Linked DNA regions of Gossypium arboreum: all the other regions are linked to region 1. The links are chromatin contacts, called in public Hi-C maps. All regions are on one chromosome and are shown on one strand. The core of a region is the stretch at or near the end of the contact, and the rest is flanking DNA. Distances in the headings are between cores, read along the strand shown.

What was found. A called contact is a pair of places that touch in the nucleus more often than the background predicts.
Region 2: a Hi-C map of leaf shows a contact between it and region 1, with 5 times the contacts expected there. The contact joins the enhancer-like site here to the promoter of LOC108463842 in region 1. A contact is called at or near these places in 2 of 5 Hi-C or Micro-C datasets (both in leaf).
Region 3: a Hi-C map of leaf shows a contact between it and region 1, with 4 times the contacts expected there. The contact joins the promoter of LOC108481564 here to the promoter of LOC108463842 in region 1. A contact is called at or near these places in 2 of 5 Hi-C or Micro-C datasets (both in leaf).

What each region holds. Positions count from the first base shown.
Region 1 is chr1:53,170,688-53,174,769 of ASM2569848v2, reverse strand. LOC108463842 (protein NAP1) reads right to left here and starts at 2,149. Exons shown (of 25, transcript XM_017763789.2): 1 at 1,875-2,149; 2 at 1,593-1,691; 3 at 1,072-1,513; 4 at 907-981; 5 at 513-593; 6 at 145-225. The coding sequence starts at 1,488.
Region 2 is chr1:52,362,286-52,366,367 of ASM2569848v2, reverse strand. LOC108483723 (potassium transporter 6-like) reads right to left here. Exons shown (of 8, transcript XM_017787284.2): 8 at 2,724-3,932. The coding sequence ends at 2,869. Among protein-coding and RNA genes, the nearest start is that of LOC108482099, 5.0 kb to the left of the region's middle. Within about 2 kb of position 1,752, at least 2 of the 2 cell types and tissues checked have an H3K27ac peak or open chromatin away from gene starts, as enhancers often do. A contact at or near this core is called in leaf, where this site is marked.
Region 3 is chr1:52,439,561-52,443,642 of ASM2569848v2, reverse strand. LOC108481564 (AP-1 complex subunit gamma-2-like) reads right to left here and starts at 2,327. Exons shown (of 18, transcript XM_053028740.1): 1 at 1,900-2,327; 2 at 251-553; 3 at 1-77. The coding sequence starts at 1,931.

The DNA.
Region 1 (4,082 bases), core at 900-3,399:
AGCAAACCGACAACACCTTTTTCCGCACTAATAATTGTTTAAGAAAACAGATATAAGTTCTCAAGTAACAGCGATTCTGTCTTACATGAAAATTCATGCATACTAATGCATGCACACAGGGAAATATAATCAAGGCAGAATTACCTTCTCAGAAAAAAGGTTGACACGAACGAAAGAACAGAAGAGATCCATAAACGCATGTAGTATAAGGGAATTTTGATGAGGCTGCAAAAAGACTGTAACAAGTTAACATGTATACTGCAGAAAACTAGTCACCATGTTATTCAACATCACCTAGACAACAAAAATTTCAATATTCTTTCAAGCAGATCAAGAAGGATATAACAAAAAATCTATCAAAAGGACCTATTTGGTTTAGGTACATTTTGTGCATCACATCACTTTCTTTTGTACCTCCCAAATAGTCAAACACCAAAATGCAGGTGGATCAAGTTGGTGTTTCTAAAAAGCAACATAAAACTTGCATCATAGAAGAGAGAGTTCACACTTACCAATAAGGTGATAACTGTACTGCTAAGGTCCAATATGAGTCTCAAAGCTTGTTCTCGAAATGCCATCAAATCAAGAAGTAGCTAATCCATGGAAAACAATCAATCACTATTACAAAGATAAAGAAAAAGGACAATTTTTATAAACTAAATATACATAAGAAAGAAACCTAAAAGTATATTTGAAAACCAAGAAATAGAATGTTATCCAACCTATATAGCTGCTAAGATGCCTGCAAGGAATTATGTAACTTAAATCATGCTGTGATGCGTACAGCACACATCAAAGACACTAAATCCTAGAATTTAAAGCCTTAAACTAGGAAGCAAATGAAATTTTGATAGGCCTTAAATCCCCTTTTGATAATTTATACTTTTGCAGCGCAATTAACCTCACCTGAACCCATGGTTCCAAACTCTGCAAATGAACTTCTGCATTACCACTCAAAGAATCCAGAGCAGCCTTATCAACCTGCACCGATTTTTATCAAAGACAATAGAACAATCAGATACTCACGAGTCGAAGAAGGCCTACAGCAACATGAAAAAATGCAGATCTTACACGCTCGAGTTGCAGTTTGCTGAAGTGCTCAGGGAACTTTTTTGAGAGCAAGATACAAATCCTTGGATGGTTAGGAAAAACACTCGCTTTCCAAAATGCTTCCGAAAATGCATGGCCTATAGGGTCTGGGTAGTCCAGGATTTGGTTCAATCTATACATTTTGGCCATAAGGCCATCCGCAACTTCAACCAGTTGCGCTACCCACTGCATGTTCAAGCCCTTGTGCGATCCCACACCCAAACTGTGGACCTGACCATCAGAATTCATGTACCTAGAGCTTCTAGATGAGAAAGGAGAAGTCGTGTCAAGACCCAAATAGTCAGTCCACCTTGATGGACCCTCCCATTCCCTCGATCTCCCAGCCCTAGGAGATACGGATGAATCTTGAGAAGAATAATGTTGCCGCAATTTCGCCATGGATGAATCAATTCACTTAGAGTTTCTGCAAATGGAAGTTCGATTAGGACCATAATTATATATAGTTCCACAAACTGCATTGTAAAAAGTTTCTTTTCTCTTACTTTTTCCCCTTTTTTTTTTCAGTTCAGTCAATTCCAAGACGAAGAATCCAATGAATTAATTCAGTCAATAACTCGGAAAAGAAAAACGAACTAGCAGTACTTGCAAATATTCAAAATAACAACAAAATAATGTTAGCTTCGTGGAGCAGTCCAGCGTTAAAAAAAAATTAAGTAAAATATCCAACAATCAAAAACCAAAAAAGAAAAGAAAAAATATTTCGATATTCCAAAATTAGACACTTAACAACATTAAAAAAGGTGAGGAAGTTGAAAGGATTTTACCGGTGCTCAGCTTCACCACATTTTGTGAAGAAGCAGACAGAGACAGAAAAACAAGAAACTAGTATTTGTCGTTGAGAATGCCAGAAAAAAAAAAAAAGTTCGGTTGTCTTTCTTCGTCGTTTAGAGCATCAACTCCAGATCTGAAAGAAAATAAAGCGGAATCGTCAAGGCTAAACCAAGTGAGGGTTTATTTATAAATAAAATAAAAATTATTATCTGGATAATTTCACAAATTTTCAATTTTTTTTCTTTCTGCTGTTTTTATTTAATTAATAATAATGTGATAATAGCGCGTACATGGGAATAGTTGAAGGACGAAATTTTCGGTTACTGGTGACGTGGCGGTCTTCTGTTTGCCCTTGTCCGGATACACATCTTCAGTACTAAACTAAATTAATGTAGTAAAATTCACTGCTTTTATCGTATTCATATTCTGTACTTGTCCATCAACATTTTATCCTAATTATCCATTCCGTACATGGAGAAAATATGTTTTAAGTGTATTTGTAACTTAGAATTTAGATGCAAATGATGGGTTTGGGATCAAATATTGGGAGCTTAGTAAAATATTTTAAAATTTTAAAATTTTAATGAAGATTTTTAAAAAATTAGAGTTTAAATCAAATTTTATGAGAATAATGAAAATTTTTAAATTTTTAATAAAATTTATTAAAAACTCAAAATAAAATTAAAAATGTAACTAGAATTTTCAAAAATTTGAGGAGTTTAATTAATTTTTTTTAGTTGCAAGAGAAAAGAAAATTTCTAAAATTTTGGAGGCATCTAATTAATTTTTTAAAAAAAAGTCAAAAAAGAAATTAAACCTTTTTCAAAATTTTGGGAATGCCAAAGCCCCTAGAGATCCGTCTTTGCTTAGACTATTTATCTTTTATTTTTAAGGGTAAGTTTGGTTCACTGTAATGGAATAGGGTTGTAATTGAATAGAGCTGTAATTGAATAGAGTTGTAATCAGTAATTCAACTATTTGATTGAATGGAATGGAATAGAACTGTAATAGTATTCTTGTGTTTGGTTGAATGGAATGATATTGTAATAGTATAAGGAAAAAAACTAAAATGACTAGAATACCCTTAGCGTAATTTTTTAAGTAAATGATTATTGTTATTAATTTATAATAGGATTATTATTAAATATAATTTAATAATAAATAATAAATAATTTAATCATATTTTAATATAATTATTATTAAATATAATTTAATAAAGATAATAATATAAATTTAATAACATTCTTAATATAATTATTATTAAAAATGAATGAATAAAAATCATAATATATAATATTAAAAATAATATATAACTATTTTATTATTTTTAAATTACAATGCATATTTAATGTGTTAGAATATCATTAGCGAAACAAATAATTTAATTATGTTCTATAAATTAATCTTCCTATAAATTAATCTCAATTTTATTGTATCATCTAAAGTTTCATTTGGACTATAATAACTGGTGTCATTATTTTCCTATAAATTAATCCCAAATTTATGGTTTCAACTAAAGTTTCATTTGTTATTTACATAACTTTTTATATAATTTTTTATCTGTGTTATTATCTAAAATTGATAAATTGTATTAAACATGAAATTTTTATTAAAAGAAGCACAAAGCACTAAAAAGAAAAAGTGTTATCTTTTTACTTTTCTACTTGTCCACCATTGGTATTAGTATTGCTGAAACATTTGTATAAATAGTCTGAAATTTGGTACCAACATAACAAAATTATATAAATAGTCTTGAAATTTTTATTTTTCTACTTATCCATTGGTATTAGGATCACTGAAGCATCGAAAAGAAAATGCACAAACATTTTATTTCTATATATTCAACACTCGGAATCTTGTCAAGTTGCAATATCTCCTCTATTTCCAAAGAGATCAATTGGGGACAATCCAAAATCATAATAAAATAATGTCAAAACTTAACCCATATTGCGATAAAGATTCCAACTCTTTCTAACCAAAGATGTCAAAATTTATTGCGAATCTCAACAATGCCTTCTCTGCTGAATCTCAACAATGCATTCTCTGCTGAAATATCAAATTTATTGAGTTACTCGACCTTGCCTTTGCTAGTTTACCTGTTATTAGTAACTTAACGCAAAGGCAAGGTTAGAACATCCAAGAAAAGAAAATATTATTTAAGGTAATTAAAACGAATACTATTGCTAGCAATGCAGTTAACA
Region 2 (4,082 bases), core at 503-3,002, 810 kb after region 1:
TTGCTTATTATCATATGTAGGTAATAGTTTGAATTTTTATTTGGAATTGTTATTTAAATACATGTGATAAATATGTTTTATACAATTTTGTAATTAATCCTCAAAATTATTGGTTACTTGTTCTCAGTGATAAAATGTTGTCAAATTCAGTGAATAAAATTTTGCTTTTTAATAAAATTAAAATGTTACATCACAAATTTTCAATTAAATAAATTCATGTTGAATTTAATTTTAGGGTGAATTCAAACTTATAATATTCAAAATCCAAGACAACATTGATTTAATGTATTAATTTTGGACGTTATGAGAATGCATAATTGATTCTCAAATTTGAATTTTTTCTAATTTTTAACGTAAACCTAACAATTGTCATTTTAAACGAATTATCTAATTTATTTTTAAAAAATAATTTTGTAGATATCTGATCATATTTAATAAAAAGAACCGATGACGGCCCTCGTGTTCTTAGCTAAATATCATCAAGCTTAATTTCTCGGTAACAGCTACGAAATACAAACTATGAACATATTACCTCAAAATAATTTTTCTAAACAACGCCCAAAGTTTGTTGCTCAAAAAGCTAAAAACTGAAATAAAGATCATAATTTAGTTGGGCTTACTCAAATATCCCAACAATCTCAACAATGAGTTGGGAGATGTATAAATATATTGAAATTTTAAGTAAATAAACATTATGCGTGACTATGATTTTCATTTTAGCTTCTTATATTATTTTACCTTTCAATGCTTTATGCATCATTGTAAAAAATTAATTCAGTTTGAGTTGTAAATTATTGATTAATTTGGCAAACATTAAATATAACTAAAAAAGGAAGAATTTTGAAACTCAAACAATTATCTCAGAATTTAAAGTTTTCATATATATGCTCTTATACATTCTTTAAAATTTCTTTTATATATTCTTTTTTTGTAATTTTATATTGATCTTTGCTTTACTTTAATCAATGCATGTAATTAACTCTCATTATATTTGAAAAATATAAATTTAATTTTATAAATATTATTAACGTGTCTTTTAAAAAAATTATATTTTAAATTGATTTGGACCACGAGACTAATAAAGCGAATTCTTAATAAATTAAATTGATTTGAAGTCAAAAATCAATGAAGTAAAGTTTAGTGTGAAATTGTGGGAAAAAAGGCTAAATTGAATGAAATGAAAAGTATAGGGATTAAATTTCAAAATTTCCATTTTTAGCTTAGAAAGGATTAAAAAGCAATTTTTACATGGTTGTATATTGTTTTGAACCTTTATGAAGTTATTTGGGGATTTAATGAAATGACATATTCGATATAATAAAGTTAAGTGATAAAAGAAAGGGACTAAAGGTGCAATTTCTCCATTAAAGGATACTTTGGACATTTTGAGAATTTTATATCGGAAATTTTAAAATTTATTTCGCATGTGTAAAGATGAAATAAAAAAATTATTGGCCATAGATTTTGGACTTTAAAAATCATAAAAAAGAGTGGGCCACTCATTTGATTTTTTTTTGTGCTTTGACTTTGACAATTCTTTTGAATAAAAGAAAGGAAAGACGAAATGTCTTCTCTCCTCATTTGATTTTTTCCCCCTTCGTGTCGTCCACCTTCCTTAAAAGAGAAGAAAGTTTTCTCTTCTCATCTTTCTCATATTTTCTCACATTTCATCCAAAGTTTACACTACCCAAGTCATTTTCTTGTTAAAAGCTTGTAGAGCACACATTTCTAAGCCTAGTTCCATCGTCATCTTCTTCATGGAAAGAGTGAATTTCCATGATATAGAGAGAGAAAGCCCGAGTTAGTACGAAAAAGTAAAAAAATAAAGTAAGAAAATGTATTTTGTCATATTTAAGATTATTTTACATAAGTTTCTCAAGAACATGATATTTAGGTGTTATGTATAATATGTGTTTTAAAGAGAAAGAGTCGAATTGTGGGTTATGGAGATTGAGCATGAAAGAGGAGTATTGGATTAGTTAAGTAGAGGATTTTGGTGCTTTTTTTATTATTATTTAAAAAGAGGTAAGTTCTTAAAAAACTATTGTAAGTGAATGAAATAGTTTAATGAAAATGAAAGTAGAGATAAGTATGAATGTGTTATGGTTTTAGACTAAAATGTGAAATAAATTTTTATGGTATGTTGGTGAATATTTAAATGAAAAGTTGACTTAATTGGTGGACAAAAATAAAGTTAACAAAGTTAATAATTTGATAAGGAAAATGATAAGTATGACATAAAAATGAGCTAGTAAGTGAATATGAGTGAAATTTATATGATGTTATGTCACTATTAAATTCATAATTTTACACACAAAGTCTAAAATCTACAATTTTGCACACAAGTATCGAGATTTATAGCCCAAGTCCCAGACTTATTAGCTAAGTCTCGATACTTTGTTGTCCAAGTCTCAAGACTTGCAATCCTTGCACCCATACAAAATATTTTATCAGTTTGAACCACTAGCAACCCGTTTTATGCCTCAAAGAAATATTCCAAAATGATTTTTAAAAATGAAATTAAACTTCTTGAAGGTTGAAATGTGTTTTAAGGGAAATTTTATTAGATTCTTAAAAGAAAAACTTTGCAACCGGAGGTGGGATGGGTAAAGGGTGTAACACAAATAACTCTGTAGATATAATACAGCCTCCGAGAATTTGTGATTCCCGCCAAAATTTAGGCTTGGTTATTGGTTGAATTCTTTACAAATTGAAACCGACTATTTTTAATGCTTTGAATAGGAGAATTATTGATCATCCTCTCCTCAAAATCTTATATACACATATATTATTTGCGCATAACTGTGAATATGTATATGATACATTTCCCTGTTTCTCTATGGTCAAAATTATCCCATTAAAAGAAAATTAAACATGATATATCATCCCCACCTCCAACGTAGACGCATGGGGTACACTTAACGCATAGGTTGATAGTCGGCTGTTTCTTCTCAAGAATTCATACCCGTAGTTAATTACAAGCTTCTTTATCAGGCTAGATCCTTGCTTGGCTTTGACATATGAGTGCCCTAGTATGTATGCTATCCCAGCTTCCCTAGCTTCCATAAGTTCCTGCAACTCTTCCCTTGCACCAGTATCTATCTCCGGGCTCTTTGGCACAATAAACCGTACTCTTTTTCTCAGTTTTATTACAGGTGGTGGTGACCATATCTCCTTCAACTCTGATGGACCAGCTGCCTCTATTTTGTCTGCATCATCCTCCCTCATCTGAACCCCTTCTGTATGGCTAGAACATGTTCCGACGACTGTCATTTTATCATCATCTTTCACCAGATCTTCATTAACACTACCAGGAGCAACACTTTCTGACCGTATAAACTCCGCTATACTGCAAACAAGATCTTTCTCAAACTCCATGTCATCTTTATGAACATCGCGATACCCGTATCGTACGATGCACCTATAAAGCCTGTACTCCCTAGGTCCAATATGACCGATCAGAAACCGTTCCTCAGGTTTAACATGAGGAACTGGGACAGATTTGATGCAAAGAAAAACTAGGACCTGATGGAAGGCTGGAAGGTTGGTGACAAAGTGGGAGAAGATTGCAGGGATTCCAGATACGAGCTCAGTGTGGACAAGTCCAATCCCACGAACCCGTACTATGCCTAGACTGGGACCCAAGCTAAGTAGCCAGTTGATGGATACCTTGTTTTGAACATCGAACTCATATTTTTTCAGTGTGCCATAGTGCCAAACACACATGATTATAAGGAAGATGAAAGCAAGGGCAATCGGAACCCAGGCCCCTTCAAGGAACTTGGTGAGGGAAGCAGTGAAGTAGAGTGCTTCGATTGTGCCAAAAAAGAAAACGAAGCCTATTGCCAAGAATACACTCTTTTGCCAGCATAAAACAATTACCAAAGACATCAGGCAGGTAGTGACCAGCATCACAGTTATAACAGCCAAACCTGTCCAACAAGAAACACGAAGAGTCAAAATTACTAGTACAAATGCAGATTCAAAAAGACTATCCAATTTACGTTTTATAATTCAGAATATGTTTTCAAGGAAAGACGGATATCAAATATGTAACATTGGTTCTCAATATTAAAATAATA
Region 3 (4,082 bases), core at 1,078-3,577, 730 kb after region 1:
CCATTTCAGCCGAACAAATATTTCCCAAAGCACAGAGAGCAAGTCCTATAATATACTGGTTTGAATGATTGAGATCTCTGCATATAAGTTAAGGTTTCTGAAAAACTAAACCATATCTCTCCATTTTCTTATTTTTACCCTTGGTAACACCAGCCTATCAGGGACAATGTTATTCATAGAGAAAAGAAATGGTAAAAGGGAAAAGGAAATGGGAACAAATAAAGCTTGAGAAAGTCTACATGTAGGATACTGCTTTAATGAATTTGTTACCAACATCAGAACCTCTTGTCTTTCATCAAGAAGCAACATAAGACCAAGATATCCAATCCTCTTCTCTGGAAATCCAGAAGACGCAATCAACTTCAGGCACTCCATTTGGCCAAAATGAGTTGGATATCCAAGCATGTGAATGAACATGAGCTTTGCCAGGTTACGGTGCCTATAGTCTTGATCATTTTCACTAATAGCAGCACGAATAGCAGCACACTCTTTCCTTACAACAGCACGTTCTTCTGCTGCAGTTTTGCAAGAACGTATAGCCCGTATCATGTCCCTGCATTGGAGCAGTAAGTACAACAGTTTCAACTGATATGCATATAAACTAAAGTCAAGTCAATCGTTCAGATCCATTGATATAACTTGGAGAAGAAAATATACAAAATATGTGGTCAATAATTTGGTTATTTCAAACAGGGCAAAAGGTGTTTGGGGGGAGCTTAGTCCCTGAATTGTTTAGGGAGAACAAAAGTGTTCTTAAAAACCAGCAAGAAATTCATGATCCTCTTTTCTTTTCCCCAAAAAAATTACATATAACTAAGAGATCCCATTTTGCAATTTATACCAAAATGTTCTTGTCAACAATTTCTGGAACGTACTACTGAACTACGCATGGGAAGAATATCAGGATATAAATCATTTGATGAATAAAGACAAGGAGGTTGAGATCTTTATATCCATAAAATATGGATGAAATTCAGCAAACTAATGCAAAGAACCGACTTAGAATTCCCTAACAGGGAACAGAGGTTATCATTTGCAAATTTGTTTAATCATACTAAATTTATATAGAGAAAGATACAACTATTCAGTTACATTGCAACAGATACAATCACGTAGCAGCCTACACAAGGAAAAGTAAAAAGAGAATTCAACTTTGCGATAGTTTCCTAAAAGTGTGATAAGTGCTACAAATCAGTTTGAACATATAACCACCAGAATTACAAGTACAACTGTACAACCAGGATATTCTTATTGTACCTTTGGTAACCATATTGGAGGATACTTACGTACATGACTACATTGACTATATTTTATATCTAAATTGCCACTAATTACTGATGTTTAAAGGTTCAAGATCATATAAATATCCCAAAATGCTGTATAACTTACATATCTATGGTGCAAGAAGTTGAGGAAGTATGGATAGTAAACTGGTGGATGTTTTCGTTTCCTCTCTAGAAATTTGTACCTTAAGCACCAATGGTATTTGGCGCATCATTCGATATTACCAATATTCATGAAAACAATAGATCAAGCTATTGTCAAACCCATTACTATATGAATATGCTATAACTTCAAATATTTCTACATTTTCACCCATAACTGCAACTAATTCAAAGCCAAGCTAGCTTGAAAAATGGAATTATGAAACCGAAATTCCTAACAAACTCCATTCGGCTCTAAGTTCAGACGCAATCATCTTTTAAGTAGAACTAACTACAACCGAACACCATAAATTTCAATCAAGGAATCAAAACAAATTGCACAGAAGCCCAGCTCTTTTAATCGAAAAACCAATACATTCAAATAAAAACCATCGTGTTCTTGATCTGACCTTCAAATTAAAAGGAAAAGGGAGGACAAAAAGAATAAATTGCAACGGAAGGAATTGATGCTCACCGTAGACGAGTACCGGACGAGAAAGGATTCATGATTGGGTCCAGGGTTGAAAGTTTCGTAGAGAGCTCGAATCAGATCCAATCAATTAAACGCTTCAAATAAATCAATCAACGAACGACGGCTGCACGGAATTAAATCGAATTTCTTTTCAAATCTAAGATCTGCAGTTGAAGATCCAAAAGTTGGAATTCGGAGATCTAAGAAGAGTAAAGCAGGCAGAGATTTGGATCTGAACGACAAAGAAAACGAACTCTCTGTTCTCCTTTTATTTTCTTCTTTTTTTCCCAGTGACAATGAAAATGCTGCCTGCTTCTTTTGTCTCTGTAAAACAATTTTAAAAAAAAAAAAGAATAATATAACTAAATTATCAAAAAAAATGTCGTGATTTTTATTTTTATTTGAACTCGGCCTTTTAAGATCCAAAACCTCAGCCCAATTATATCAAAACCATATTCGTAGATTTAATTGTCATATTTTTATAAAGGCTTAAATATGCTAATGCCCCCTGTACCCTATTAAAATTTAAAATTTTGTCTCTACATTTTAATTTTGAGACATTGAGACCTTGTATTTTTTATCTAAAAGTCTTGGTCTTCTCCCTAACTTCACCATTAAAGTTAATGGTGCTAAAGGTAAAATAACTCTTTTAGCCCTTAACATTTAGAATTTTTATCAATTTGATCATTATCCTTTAAAAGTACATTAAAATTTTAAAATTTAATTTATTTTCATATTTTAGATAAAAATATAAAAATTAAAAATATAGTTTCTAAAAAATTAAAAATATGAAAAAATTAAAATTTTAAAATTCAAAATATAAAATGACTTTAAAAATATAAACAAACATTCCAAAATTAAATGTTATCTAAACCAAATTAGACCGCCAATTGGATCGGAATTGAACCAATTTTGAACGAGTTTGACCAATTAGTTCCCAAAACAACTGGCCTGAATGATTCAAAGAAAATAAATTATTAAAACATCAAAAATAAAAATATTAAAAATATATAAAAATTTGTTCAACTTTCAGTTCAACTGATTCTTTAGCTCAATTCAACCAATTCATATCGGTTCACAGATCAACCAATTTTTTTACCATTCCATGGACCGATACCTCAACTGGTTCTTGATCCAATCGATCCAGTTTAGTTTAGATAACATTGAATTTTGAGATTTTTTTAAATTTTACAAATATTTTTAGTTTTGAATTTTAAAGAGTTCTTTTTCATATTTTCTTTTTATACTATATTTAATTTTTTTGTTTAAAATAAGAAATACATATTTAAATTTTTTTTAAAATTAACATTTTTTTAAAGGGTATGAAACAAATTGACAAAAAACTGTAAATGTTGAAGCTAAAAAAGTTTTAAAATGTTAAAAATACTGGTTGACCCGTAAATTAGTATGGACTGGGTGAACGAGGCTAAAAAAATTAGTTGAACTATCAATTGAACCAATTTTTATAATTTTTGATATTTTTTTATTTTTATTTTTAATAATTTATTTGCTTTGAATCGATCAAATCGATTTTTTAACACAGTTGAACCAATTCGTAGCAATTCACGGCTGAACCAAATTTTTATTTCTCAATGGACCAATACCCCAACTGTTCCCACTCCAATCTAGATAACATTGAATTTTTAAATTTTAAATTTTTGTTTATATTTTTAAAATGATTTTTATTTTTGAATTTTTAAGAATTTTTATTTTTTCTTAATTTTAATTTTTAAAAATTATATTTTTATTTTTAAAAGATTATATTTATTTTTATTTTTTTAAAAATATAATTTTTTAATTGTTATGTTTTGTAAAATATGAAAAATAAAATATTTTTTAAAAATTATGTACTTTTAAAGGGTAAGAACCAAATTGAGTAAAAAATTGTAAATGTTGAGAGCTAAAAAGTTATTTTGTCTTTGATATTGTTAGCTTTAACAGCAAAATTGAACGGCGGGATCAAGATTTTAAAATCAGAAAAGTATAAGGACTCCATGTCTTGAAATTATAAGGACTAAATTGAGTATAAAGACCTTTAGCGTATTTAAACCTTTTATAAATCTATTTATTTGTATTTATTTATGATGCATGAATCGATTGTATATATTAAATTTATAATATTCTTATAACATTAGTTTTTTAATTTAATGAATTTCTAAAAATAATTAATAATTTGTAATTATAAA